2 separate regions of the Zea mays genome follow, and region 1 is linked to region 2. The links are chromatin contacts, called in public Hi-C maps. All regions are on one chromosome and are shown on one strand. The core of a region is the stretch at or near the end of the contact, and the rest is flanking DNA. Distances in the headings are between cores, read along the strand shown. Region 1 has its middle 54 kb from the start of LOC103640657. Region 2 holds the start of LOC100280499 (2-isopropylmalate synthase B).

Region 1 (7,191 bases), core at 4,675-7,174, 90 kb before region 2:
ACCATTGGAGCTCTGACTTGTGGGGCCTCTGGGCTGTCCGGTGGTGCACCGGACAAGTCCTGTAGACTGTCCGGTGCGCCAACAGCGCGTGCTCTGTCCTCTGCGCGCGCAGGCGCGCATTAAACGCGTTGCAGTCGACCGTTGCGCGCGAAGTAGCCGTTGCTCCGCTGGCACACCGGACAGTCCGGTGTGACACCGGACACTGTCCGGTGCTTCACCGGACAGTCCGGTGAATTTTAGCGGAGCGCCCTCTGATTTTTCCGAAGGTAGCGAGTTGAGCTTCGAGTGCCCTGGTGCACCAGACACTGTCAGGTGCGCCAGACCAGGGTGCCTTTTGGGATGTCTTTTGCTCTCTTTGTTTGAACCCTTTCTTGGTCTTTTTATTGGCTTATTGTGAACCTTTGGCACCTGTAGAACTTATAGACTAGAGCAAACTAGTTTGTCCAATTATTTGTGTTGGGTAATTCAACCACCAAAATCAATTAGGAAAAAGGTGTAAGCCTAATTCCCTTTCAGGCACATCACTTGTCAGTGGAGTAGACAGGGCGCATTTAATGTTGAGGCAGCACATCACCTGCCAGTTTGACAGGCGGCATACCTCACCCGTAATAAATGCGTGCGGCCCAAAGGCCTTACATCCGGCTCCGCCCGTTGGCTTACGTCACAGGCGGCTGGCCACATGGCAGCATCGGGTCTTCGCCTGAGCGGGGAGCAAGGACGTACGCAATATGGTCCGGACACGTGTTGGCTCCGGACCCCCGCCTGGCCTTCAACAAGGTCTAGGTACTCCTCCTAGAATCTCGGGACCTTGTTGTGAGCGACTTGGGCCCCACACAGGGAGGTCCGGGACCCATCTCGGGGGTCCGGTCTGTACTTCGCGGAGGTCCTGGACCCTGCCCAGAGGTTCGGGCTGTGTATCCAGGGGTTCGACATTTTCCCGTGGGGGTCCGAACCCACTGTTGACACCATGGAGTATATTGTCTTTCTTGGCCACGTGGCGGCCCTGGAGCCGTCCACGTTGTGGGGTCAGGTACTGCTTGCCACGCGACTACGGATAGCCGCATGGACACCGCACTTTCATACTGTAGTAACGGGTACCCCTGTTCCAGGGTACTGACAATCATGGACCTAGATTGCCATAATAACAATAATACGAATGAATCAAATCTCAGTAGAGACATCAACAAATTACAAGAGAAATTGGTGTCCATCTCCCTAGGTCCTACAATTCTTGATCATTATCAACCTCATTCAAGAACAGGCTCTAGGTAACTTGGGGTCGCAGATGTTCTTCTAGGTCTGTGGTATCTACTATCGCCTCTGCCACTTGAGGCATAACTGGCCAGGGCATCACTGATCGAGGAGCTCTTGAAAATGCTCAGACTTGTGCTTGACCATACTACGCTTAATTAGATCATGTGTACCTGACTTATGCATGGGATCATACTTCCCGATGTGCTAGGGCACTAGGTGGGACTGTTTTGCATCTCGAGGGGGTAGGCCCACTACCACTCCCCACAATGACATAGATCTCCCCGGGACCTTATGTTTTTTCTTCTTATTTTGAGGTTTGGCCTAGGAGCGTCCACATCTAGAAGCCACAACTATGTCTCATGGGGGCGTGTCACGCTCTTCAATTGGTGTTTTGAGCATAATTGTTAGCCATAGAGAGCAGCTCTTAGACGTCTTGGATGTTGTGGGCGTGGCGAGTGTCTCGAGCGTTTTCTCATCCTAGATGCTTTATTGGAAAGCGATGGACACTGCTAAGATGTGAGGAATGGTGTTTCTACCCTAGCAAAAGCACTAGATTAAGATATGTAGAGACTCACTAGGCTACTGATGAATGTTGTGGTAGTCAGACTCCAGACTAGGGCAGGAGTAGGTGCTCTCAAAGTTGGACACGAATGGCTGATAAAGCTCTTCCCAAGATGAAATGGAGGCCTTAGGCAAGTTCATGAGCTATGACTAGACAGAGCTGATCGAGGCCACGTGGAAATAGTTTGCCATCACTTCTTCATTGCCTCTAGTGGCGAGGATGGCACTAGCCTAGGTCTAAAGAAACTTAGTGGGATTCATGGTCCCATCTTACTTCTTCAAAATGTGGAGGCAAAACTTCTACAAGCAAAGCTGCCCGCCGAAGCTTATAGGTGAGCACCATGCAGTTGACACAAAATAGACAACCATCATACCTTGTGTGTGTCACTAGTGACATTGAGCCGAGAGGGTGTATCTACTCATGTGCTCTCTATTCACGGAGGCATCCATGCATACCCTAGGCGCTGTGGGCCACCCAAGTTGATGACATAGTATACAAGGCTAATGCTAAGGAGGCAAGGCCCCGCACCATGGATTAGTATATGTAGGGGTGAGCCCTGAGGCCCAAACCATAGTTGGTTCCCTGCAGCACACAAATGGCACATCATGCCTTTTGCAGGTTTTTTAAAAGTAAGGGTGTACAAGGTGAAATGGGACAAGACTAACCCTAATGGCGGCTATGAACCTAGCAACATCTTGTCACCATTATTCAACGACCACTTCTTGGGCTTCAAGAGTCAATGGGTTATGGAGAAGGACCTCCACAATATTGAGGGGACTCACAATGTCATTAGTGCCAAAATTGAAGCACCAATGAGCTTGTTAGGATGATCATTATTAGGAGGAACCTTCATGCTTGGAGCTTGCATCACCCTGATCTTGATGCAAGTTTGTGGAGTGACACGCGGTGAGTTGTCACTTCCTCCATTGTCCACGGAGGCAAAGTGTGTGATGGCCCAAGAGTGTGGCACACTCTAGAAGGGGCATGGGCCAAAGCAAGGATTGTGAGAATAGCTCCAAGTGTCCCTACTAAAGCATGGCCCTTGTTGGAGGAGACAATGGGCAAGTTAGCACATAGTTCTAACACCACCAGTGTCATAGTTGACGGCCAAAGCTATTGGAGCAGGTGTCCAAGGTGTCTGCTTTGGACGACGGGCATACCGGTGACACCATGATCACACCACACAACAAAAACACTCTAAATCCAATAAGAAAATAGCACCATGCCCCTACTTGGCACACCAAATGTCATCATAGTATGACATTAGATACAGAAGGTACCCAAAAAGATGTCTGTTAAACTTTGGTGCAATGATTACCAGTATGAGGTAGAGAGGTTTGGGTCAAACTATATGTAACCTTAACCATCTTTTATGTAATACAATGATTAACACAAATGCGAAGAAAATCACAAGCTCGAGTATCAAGTGAATGCCATGACCAACGAGCTCTCCCTTTCCACTTTGGTTTTTGTGAGAGTTTTGGCCTAATGGTCCTTAGTTCACCTTTATGCCTCCTCTATGAAGACTAAGAATCCTAGTCTAGGATCTAGTTCTGACTATGACCTCTAACCCCTTCTATGTTGCTATGCTCTACTTTTTATAGATCAAGAGAGGAGAGAGTATTACACATCGGTCAGGCCATCAGTCATAGCCAGATGTGGCCCAGCAGCTCCAGCCTTATCATGGTTGTGGAGTCGTACATAGCATTTGATTAATTATCTTTATGCTTGTGTCTCCATCTTAAGTCATTTGAATAATTATAAAACAATATGAATTTCAAAATAATTATTTTTCAAAATAGAAATTAATATCTCTTAGAGTACTATAACTTTGGTTTGGTTATTTCTCCATCCATGACACTTAAAAAATGAAGTTCAAAATCTTAAAAAACAAAATAAATGATTTCAAATGATAAAAGTCATCAACTACAAAGTTATTACTAATCTCTTGGACTAAAATACAACTTTGGTTTATGTTGTTTCTCCATCCATGGCATGTGTTAATAAAACTAAGTGTATCCTAAAACCAAATTAAAATGGTTTATGCTGCAGTGAAATCATCGGAAAAGGCACAAACAGTCATCTTGGTTCTAGCTCATATGAAGACTAATCACGAACCTAAATCAAATATAGATTAGGAGAGACGTGAGATCACTCTGAACAATCTATACCACCATATAATCCACCGGTTTAAACTTTGTAAAACCAATATAATCCACCAGTTTAAACTTTGTAAAACCAATCCAACTAAGTCATCTACACAACTATAACATCCACTAAATTCACCAAACAAATTACACTGAAACTTAACATTATCAAAATATGCAGTTCAGATCGTTAGATAACCCTCCCCTTTAACTACTCAAATCCAATAGACAATCCATCCCTCCCTCCGCATCCCCCTCCCCGGCGTCCTCGCCGCCCTCTTACCCTCATTCGCGCATGAGAGAGAGAGAGAGAGAGCTCCAATGTACGCTGCTTTCATCTGGATTTTGTTATTACTGAAGTAGATTCCCCTCGTAACTACGAGGGGCCTATCCTCCATGCGTCTCTGCAGTTCGTTACTGCAGCAGATTCCTACGACAGCAAATTAACAAGCATGCATGGCAATGTCGTGCGTGTGACTGTCGACTCAGGGCTCACATTGCTTGCGCCGTCGTCGCATGCAGTGCAGGCCGGCCGCCGGACGTGCATACCTACAGTAGAACGGCCATGCATGCATATCTATATATAGATGACCAACACGTATGCTGGCCGCAGCTCGGTCCGTCCATCTATCGCTAGGGTCGTCACGGACTGTGGGTCTGTGGCCAACATTGCAGGGCAACTGTGTTCGTCCTGCATGCCCTTGCTTGGGGATTATATTGCACACTGTGTACGTACGTCTCGACGACAGAGCTTGTCCCTATGCGTCTCTCCGTCGATACGGTCGCTAGCTAGCTAGAGTAATAACCAGCTGTGTACAAGAGGTCGTCGTTGCTGATCCCACATCATTTCATGCAACAGTTTGGGCATTTGTCGGATGCAGAACATTATTAATAATGGTGTCTGATTTTTGCAATATATATTGAACAAATACGCAATACTGTTTTCTAGAGTACTTTGGTTTTTAGATAATGATTATTGCATGCAACAACCTTACTACTACTCCGTCCATTCATAAATATACGATACCTTTGACTTTTTTAAAAAAAAAACTTGATCACTCGTCTTATTTTAAAAAATGCGTTATCATTTTTTTATTTGTTTTATCACTTAAGATAGTTTATGCTTGACTTAAAAATTTATATTTTTGAATAAATATTTTAAATAAGACGAGTGACCAAAGTTTTAAAAAATTCAACGGTGACATATATTTATGAATAGAGGTAGTATTATATAACCAACCACCGCAGCCAGGGCAACTCTACCCATAGCTATTATTGGAAAATATCTGGTGCATATGAACCTTTGGTATACATATGGATACATGAACTAACAAAGTTCACAAAAAACATAAACTTTTGAATTTAAAAAAAAATGAATTTGAAATTTTGTATATAATAGGAGTAGGATGGGAAGAATATGTATGAATTTTTTTCTGAATTATTTATAAACTTTGTTAGTTCATTTATGCCATATATGCACCAAATATATTCATGTGTACCGGAAATGTTCCCTTGATGATTTGTCTCTGTTCCTCCATCCCTTCAAGTCTTCGTCTTTTGTCCACGTACGTTTGGGGTACCACACCACCATTCCTACCTGCAGCATATATAGATAGATCCATGCAGACAACAATAGGAGCGCATGGGCACGGATGTTTCAATATCTGTACCGGTTTCTATTGCTTGTATAGTGTTCTTATATATCTCTATGAATTGCAACCGGCTTTAAACCGAAGCGAACTAAGTCTTCCATTATATATTAGTCTTGTTCATTCATGTAATCATGCATGCTCATCAGTAGTAGCTGCATGCGGAGGGACTGCAAGCGTGCGCATCTTTTTCCCCCTTTCTTCGCGTCGTCGTTTGCCGGTTGCAGGTGATAGATATATAGAGATGCCGCAGCACGCAGCGCAGCCAGCAGGTACTGATAGCTGCTCCATGCTAGTCTGCTACTACATGCTGCTGTGTGCCTGCTTGCTAGCGCTTGATTCGATGGAGAGAATCTTTACAGTGATCCAACGTCCCATCCATTATATTCAATGCATTGGTGCTAGTAGCTACGTACTCTCCTCGATCTCCTTCCGGACGGACTGTCTCACGATTGATATGATCATGCACGCAGGAGTATATATTTTATTATCCATCCATATCGATTTGCATGCAACGAGGAGCTAGCGCATGCGAAAGGGATCGGAGGCACACACAGAGAGTCGTAGACTACGACAGAGTACAGACACACAGTGGTAGCATCCCATGCCAATCCCATGCATGCCAGAACACTCATCAGTCGTTGCTCGATCGAGCTCGTCCTATCAGCCTCGTTCTTGCTCCTCTAGCTCGTGTCGTGTCTAGCTCTCTTTTGATAGCGTGTATGCATGTGTGGACTTTAGAGAACAGGAGCGCCGCATGGGCACGGATGCCGCGCGCTAGCTTTTGTTCAAGCTGCAGTACATGGACTCGCAGTGCTTTATTTCCAATTCAGTGGCGACCTACCCAGCCTGTGCCTTATATATATTACCTTCCCAAACTAGTGCAATAACGATCGGTTATTGCAGTTGGAAATAAAGGATTATAGTAACATGCATATCAAGACAACCCCGCCCCGGCCCTCCTGTGTAGCTGATGATGAGAGGCCTTTAATTTCTTTTCTATGTCAGCAGATCGAGCACTGATCGCCCTCCAGCTCCGCCCCGCTGCTCGCTCGCTCCTGAACACTACAAAGCTGCGTGCCTTCTCCTTTCGAAATCTATATATACATGGAGCATGTAACCATTGCCAACAACTATGTTGTTGTTTGTCTTTTCTATTGCTTTTGTTGCTTCTTTGTTGGTCCTGTGAACTTATGATCTACGACTCTAAACATTAGAATGCTGACCTTTGACTATAAACGTACGTGTGGTATCTGTGTGAAGTGAATAGATAACTTCAACTCTATAAATGATTTTGAGTATTTTCAAGTGCCTCAAGGGTATTGGGATGCGGACTAGGAAGGCTTATAAATTCCGTCATGTTTTCTAGGCTGGTCCAGCATAAAAAAGGCACAAAGTGTCATATACTTGGGCTACCAGTAAAGCCCATAGCCCTTATAGGCACCGCTACATGAAAACTAGAAAAAAAAACGTCGTCAGAAACCGACTTTCTTAGGTTAGGAACGTCGCACGTACAATATTTCACGTACTTCAACAACAAAGAACATCGGGACCGACGTTCGGCTAGGACAAAACCAAC
Region 2 (6,937 bases), core at 2,593-5,092:
GGGGTAATTGGAGCTCAGTGCCGTGGTTGTGCTCCCTTGGCCTCCATTGCCGCGCTGGGGGGAGAGAAATCCGTGTGCCGCTACTTGCTCGTGAAGCCACTTGGCCTCGGCTGGTGGCTCGAGGGAAACTCACCGGCGTGCGCTGGCATCAGTTCGGGAGACAGTGGTGACCGGTGTCGCAGATTTCGGATCTCGCCAGAATGGAGTTGCTGGGCGTTGGCGTCGGGTGGCTGTGCGGCATGGATGAAGGTAAGGGAGGGACTGTTGCATTCTCCTTGGTGTCCTCTACGTGTAGCGCATTTGGGATCCAAGTAATGGGTATGGGGTTCGAATTTGGGGGTGTCCGGCGATGCTCCGCCGTGGTGGCCAGGCGGCGCCGTCGGGAGTCCGCACACATGGAGAAGAACAGTTCTGACCGTCAGATCCGGTGTGGACAACTGGGATCATAACACACATACCCTTTCGCTTAGTGTTGCCTCGACCGTCGATCTCTGGATTGAGGGCTCAGATTAGAAACATGATACTCCTTCGGTAGGACCGTCCCGAGCCGTACGATCAGAATCTTGTGACCCAGATTCGATCTCGGACGTTTTAAATCAATATCATGGATCAGCGATCTGGCGGCTGAGATTAGAACCAACTTACCACTTCGTTTTATAAAATTTGAACCATCAACTTTTAATGCAACGTCTGTGAATGGCCAATACCCCTTCGGCTCTGACTTTCTTTCTAAAGAGTACCTGGAAATCTGCGAAATGAACCCGCCATCCAACCTAGTTATAAAGTAATTACAGAAAGGTCCTGATGTTTACAAAATAGACCCTGCACTTCTCAGAAATAGTGTGCGCAGGCCAGAACTCGAAGGAATTGAATAAATGAATATAGAAAATACTTTTCTAGTATAAAATTAAATGCAAAACTTGTTTAATTCCTAGAAAATTCATTTTAGCTCCTTTTTAATCCATTCCAGTTCCTATAATTTGGTAATAATATTGTCTATCGCTGAGTAACACTATTCTAGCATGAAAACTGTATTAAAATTTATCGCGCAATTATGTTGGTACCAAACACATAAGGGCTTCAGAAATTCATAACTCAATAACCGTAACTCCGATGTGATCCATTCTAGTTGCATTAGTATCACAGTAATATTTATTATCATATGGTAACTTTGTTTTTTTTTCATGAAATATAGGTTAAAATGTTGCACTTAGTCTATTTTATATTTAACCACGTGGATCTTCGGAAAACCATAACTTCTTAACAGTAGCTCCGAACTTAGCGATTCTCGAACCCACGATCTCGTAGCAGCGCGTAGACCATTATTACGCAATTTATTCTTATGTTTGGTGTGATGTTAATTTTGCCTATACATGTTTGTCTGTATTGCTACGTTTAGCAGTGAGGTCACGAGAATCTGTAGAGCAAGTTGGTACCTGGAATCTCAAGTCTCAGGCAAGTTGTGCCCTTGTTGATCACTTCTTTTTACCCACTCATGTTCTTATTAATCATAATGATCTGCATAGGTTAATTTTGATGGGACCCAATAGGTTACCCTAGTTTGACTATCTTTATACCTTGTTCACCACTGATTTTTTGGGTAGTACCTGCTATTGCTTTATGTGGTTTTGGGTATAGAGATACACACTATTCATGATTATACTGTTATTATCAGTTGTTATTTACTGTTCATGTTAAGATCATTATGTTAATTGGAACATGGAGAACCACCCGAGAAAACAGTGCTACCACAATGGTGGTATGGGACGCCCTTGGCTGACTAATTAGGAAAGCTAGTGGAGGACTACCTTAACCGAAAGGGGCATAAGCAGTAGGGGAGTGGTCAGTGTAGGGAGGTCCTTCGGTTGATTTTGCTGCGATGGCGGTCAGGCGAGGGATCCCTGCATTGGAGCTTCCTAGAAACTGTAGCGGGTTTTCTAAAGCTAGTGGAACTTTGTAAAGGCCTCGTAGTGTTACCTGCCTCGCCTCCTCGGTACAGGTGTATGGGAAGTCGTGATCCCTTGGCAGATGGGTAACATGACTTGTGGGTAAAGATGTGCAACCTCTGCAGAGTGTAAAACTAGTATACTAGCCGTGCTCACGGTCATGAGCAGCTCGGACACTCACATGATTAATTTATGGAACTAAATTCAATTTGCCATATGCATTGCATCGCAGGTGTTGTTATACCTTTTGTTCCACTTACTTAATTGAGTTGGTATTTACTTATACTTAGTAATTGCTAATAAAATTTTGACCAACTTTAAAAGCAATGCTCAGCTCTAAGCATCTTTGATAAGCCTTACACTTCACATGAGCTTCCACCATTGGCGAGTTCATGCACATTATTCCCTATAACTTGGTGAGCGATGAACGTATGTGAGCTCACTCTTGCTGTCTCACACCCCCCACAGGTCAAGAACAGGTATCGCAGGATGAGGAGCATGGAGGATGCTGTGACGAGTTCGTGAGAGGTCTAGACCGACGTCTCCCAGTCAACTTTAAGTTGTTGGACCGTTGTCTCCTTATGATGTAATTATTTATTTATTTTGTACAGAACCCATATTATATAGTAAAGATGTGACATTCGTTTCTGTACCACTATTTATCATATGTGTGAGACTTGGTCCCAGCATACCTGGTGTTTATTTCGCGCCCGAGTTTTGGACCCCTAAAACCCGGGTGTGACACGAGATAACAGGCACAAGGCCTCTTACGAGGCCTTCTTGCCTTCTAGTAGACCCGGAAGATATCTGTCCCCCACAGCTAGGGACCAAGCTTATTGCTCGACATAGGATACGGGTCCTTACATGCTAAGGTATATGATTGGATCTCCCATGCATTCTTCAGAATGCTCTAGTGGCCTGGTGGAAAAATGGCCCCAACAACCGAATCTCTCGCGGCAGGACGAGCTCGAGCGGAGATGCCTCTTAGAGCAGGATGACCCTGGGCAGTATGGTCTTGGCGCCATGTGCACCCATACTTGGGAAGATCATCTCGTATCGGGCAGTTAGAATATGACTTCCATCGATCATATTAAATGTGATACACAACATGGTGGTCAAGGAGGCGCATTGTAGCCACGACGGAGGCCACATGCATATCCGAGGTCAATATGCAATACATGCCACCGTCCAATCATCCAAAACACAAAGTATATCCTATTTTCTCTTTTATCTTACCGTTCATAATGTCTAACAATGTTGTGAATGGTCTTATCGACCCTCGAGCAACCTCTACCTCTACATGCTCTTTTCCAGAGGCTTTCGAGAGTCCACCACATGAAAAAATCGTGTTCAACGTCAGTTGCGTCGATTTGTTGCGACCATGGTTAGAAATAACCATGGGTGGTGTGTGATCTAGGATTGATCTCAGAGTGACATCTGGAAACAAGGAAAGGAAGACACACATCCATTTGACTTTTGTACGCAGACACTTGGTTGGTGATTTTTTTTGATGGCACCATCGATCCTCCATGAAGTTCTGATTAACATCAACGTGATATTGGCATATAACTGACGGAGAGAGATTTGTCAATACACCTACCTCAACATTAGAGTTTAGAATTTTGTATATAGACCCATATTTTATAGATGTACGTAGATGGATCCACGAATTATAAGGCTAATGGACATTTTTAGCGAGAAGACAATGGATCCTGAATATGTCACTGACGTTTCGGTGTCATGTAATAAAGTGGATCTTATCCGATACAAAACGAGACAGGGCAGGGCAGGTAGTTGGTTGCTGTGCTTAGTGCCTGAGTGGGTGCGCGCACGCATAATAAAAAGTTGTTGGCGCACGGGCACGCCGCCGGTGCACGCTCGCCGCCTGCTCTCTTGTCTGCTCTGCTCAGCTCAGGCGACACGGCGCGCTCCGTGCCGCCCACGAAACCTCATCGGCGTCATCCTCATCAATCCCTGCCTCTGCCGTCCGAGATAACCATGCTCCACGGTCTCTGACTCACCCCTGCATCTTGCCGTGTAGCCTTCTTGTACAGCTTGGACTGGACTAGACTGGAGGTGGAGTGGAGCTTTTCCTTCTCCAAAATCCAAATCACCACATCCCCCCATTAATTTAAGGGGTTTTTATGTCCACCGCCGCCGCCAGCGCCAACTAAACCCGCGACGACGGTCGACCATGGCGTCCTCGCTGCTCTCCTCCCCCGCTAAACCCACCATCACCACCACCACCAAAACGACCCCGGCCCCAAGACCCGCCCGCTCCGCCCATGTCCATGTCCTCTCCGCCGCCCGCTGCCTCCGCCTCCGCCTCCGCGCGTCGTCGCAGCATCCTCCGCCTCCGCCCACCCCGCGGTCGCGGCGGCCGGATTACGTCCCGAACCGCATCGACGACCCCAACTACGTGCGCATCTTCGACACCACGCTGCGCGACGGGGAGCAGTCGCCGGGCGCCACCATGACGAGCGCCCAGAAGCTCGTCGTCGCGCGCCAGCTGGCCCGCCTCGGCGTCGACATCATCGAGGCCGGGTTCCCGGCCTCCTCCCCCGACGACCTCGACGCCGTGCGCTCCATCGCCATCGAGGTCGGCAACCCGGCGCCAGGACCCGCCGGGGAGGAGGACGCCGTCCACGTGCCGGTCATCTGCGGCCTCTCGCGGTGCAACCGGAAGGACATCGACGCCGCGTGGGAGGCCGTGCGCCACGCGCGCCGCCCCCGGATCCACACCTTCATCGCCACCAGCGACATTCACATGCAGCATAAGCTCAGGAAGACGCCCGACCAGGTGGTCGCCATTGCCAGGGAGATGGTGGCCTACGCCCGCAGCCTCGGATGCACTGACGTCGAGTTCAGCCCCGAGGACGCCGGCAGGTATAGTGCTGTTGCCAAATCAGTTGTTATCCTTGCCATCTTCGTTCAATTTTTAGCTGCATTTTACGAATCTGAAGGTCAAAAGGAATGCTGATGGCTTACCTCATGCTGGGACACCTTCAACAGAATTTCATAGTATTTATTTACAAAAACAACGATCCTGTTTTTTGGGGTGCCATGATAAAAAATCACTTCTCCCTCCAGGTCAAATAGAGAGTTCTTGTATCATATTCTAGGGGAAGTCATAAAAGCTGGAGCTACGACTCTCAATATCCCGGACACTGTCGGATACAATCTTCCTTATGAATTTGGAAAGTTGATTGCTGATATAAAGGCAAACACTCCTGGAATTGAAAAGGCTATCATTTCCACTCATTGTCAGAATGACCTTGGTCTTGCGACTGCCAACACACTAGCGGTACTACCTTTTCCTTGTTTATTTATTTATATTTTTTGTGTAATTTATTATCATTGGTCTGATCTTAATGGGGCTACTACTTTGACTTAACTTTAGGGCGCTCGTGCAGGAGCACGGCAGTTAGAGGTTACTATTAATGGTATTGGTGAAAGGGCTGGAAATGCTTCTTTGGAGGAGGTGAGCTGATGTCCTGGTCACATTATCTGCTGACAATACCTTACAAAATAGTCTGATGGGTTTTGGAGAGGAATTTGAATTCGTCTGGTTGGGTGTTTTTACATGTCTAAATATTTCCTGACCTCTGTTTCAGGTTGTCATGGCAATTAAATGCCGCAGAGAACTGTTAGATGGTCTCTATACTGGAATCGATTCCCGACATATCACTTTGACGAGCAAAATGGTACAATAATACTTTCATGTCTTCCTTTTTTCCTTTGGGTCTCTTATACCTATTTCAGATGACTGAAATTCTGGCACAAATTCACTAACTATTCTAGGTGCAAGAGCATAGTGGACTTCACGTGCAGCCACATAAAGCTATTGTTGGTGCCAATGCGTTCGCTCATGAAAGTGGAATTCATCAGGTAAACATATTTTCAGTCTCCTTGCTACCATCAACTTATTGCAATTGTAGTAGTGGTGGCTTGGTTGTTTTAAACAAATAAATAGATATAATGTCCCCTTTTCACTCCATTGGTAGTTTGTTGTCAACTGCCAAAACTTATCTATATAAAAGGGTGGACCCAATGCTAGAGCCTCCCACATGATTGGGGTCTAGCGAAGGGATAAACCAAGGCAAGCCTCCCCCCTGCAAATGCAGAAAGACTACCTCGAACCCAGGCCCCGGTGAATTAGTGAGACAGCTCTCACCACTGCACCATGCATGCCCTTTCAGACTTATCTATATATTGTAATCAATTATCTTCACCATTGTGATGGATCAGCTGTGGTTTCACTCTCCTTCGTCACCGAGCCTCTAAGATACTTAATTTTGATAACTGTTGGTCTCATAGATATTTGATTGAAGACTCCCTTTGGAAATTGGAATGCGGGTTTTATTTTTCATGTTTCCTGTGAAATTTTGCATTCCAAAGGGGATATACTATTCTCCTTAAACTGTGTTTTTTTTAGAGTGGAATAGTTCTTCATGCTCACTTTCATCTTTTGTAGGATGGGATGCTTAAATATAAAGGAACATACGAAATTATATCGCCTGATGATATTGGTCTAACACGTGCAAATGAATTTGGTATTGTTCTTGGGAAACTCAGGTATCATGCAACACACCTATCCCTCTTTACTTCACTTCCTCATATATTCTATTATGATGTCTCTCTAGGAGACTTCTCTCATCTACGTTTTCTGATTCAGTGTTCATGCTCCAACAAAGGAGCCTCAAATGCTTAAAATTTTGAATGCTAGTATATTATGGCTACTATACTGTCATATCTTGGCCTGGGTAGATTGTGTGATATTTTGGCCCAAGGCTTAATAGGATTGATAGAATACTAATATAAATAAGGTGCATCTTCTTTTTCGGAAGCCTATTTCGAAAAAATCTTTGGGTTAAGTGTGCTTGGCCTAGAGAAATCTTAGAATGGGTGACCGACTGAGAAGTCTTCTCGGACGGGGTGCTACAATTGATATCAGAACCGACCCTCACGGTTTCATGGACGTGTGTGAGCTA

The links. A called contact is a pair of places that touch in the nucleus more often than the background predicts.
Region 1: a Hi-C map of ear shows a contact between it and region 2, with 4 times the contacts expected there. The contact joins the enhancer-like site here to the promoter of LOC100280499 in region 2. A contact is called at or near these places in 3 of 25 Hi-C or Micro-C datasets (ear, leaf and tassel).

Annotation. Positions count from the first base shown.
Region 1 is chr10:1,351,599-1,358,789 of Zm-B73-REFERENCE-NAM-5.0, reverse strand. No RefSeq gene overlaps it. Among protein-coding and RNA genes, the nearest start is that of LOC103640657, 54 kb to the left of the region's middle. Within about 2 kb of position 5,924, at least 6 of the 20 cell types and tissues checked have an H3K27ac peak or open chromatin away from gene starts, as enhancers often do. A contact at or near this core is called in ear and tassel, where this site is marked.
Region 2 is chr10:1,259,323-1,266,259 of Zm-B73-REFERENCE-NAM-5.0, reverse strand. It overlaps LOC100280499 (2-isopropylmalate synthase B), which reads left to right and starts at 3,842. Exons shown (of 12, transcript NM_001367129.1): 1 at 3,842-4,832; 2 at 5,037-5,250; 3 at 5,347-5,427; 4 at 5,561-5,650; 5 at 5,748-5,834; 6 at 6,421-6,521. The coding sequence starts at 4,141.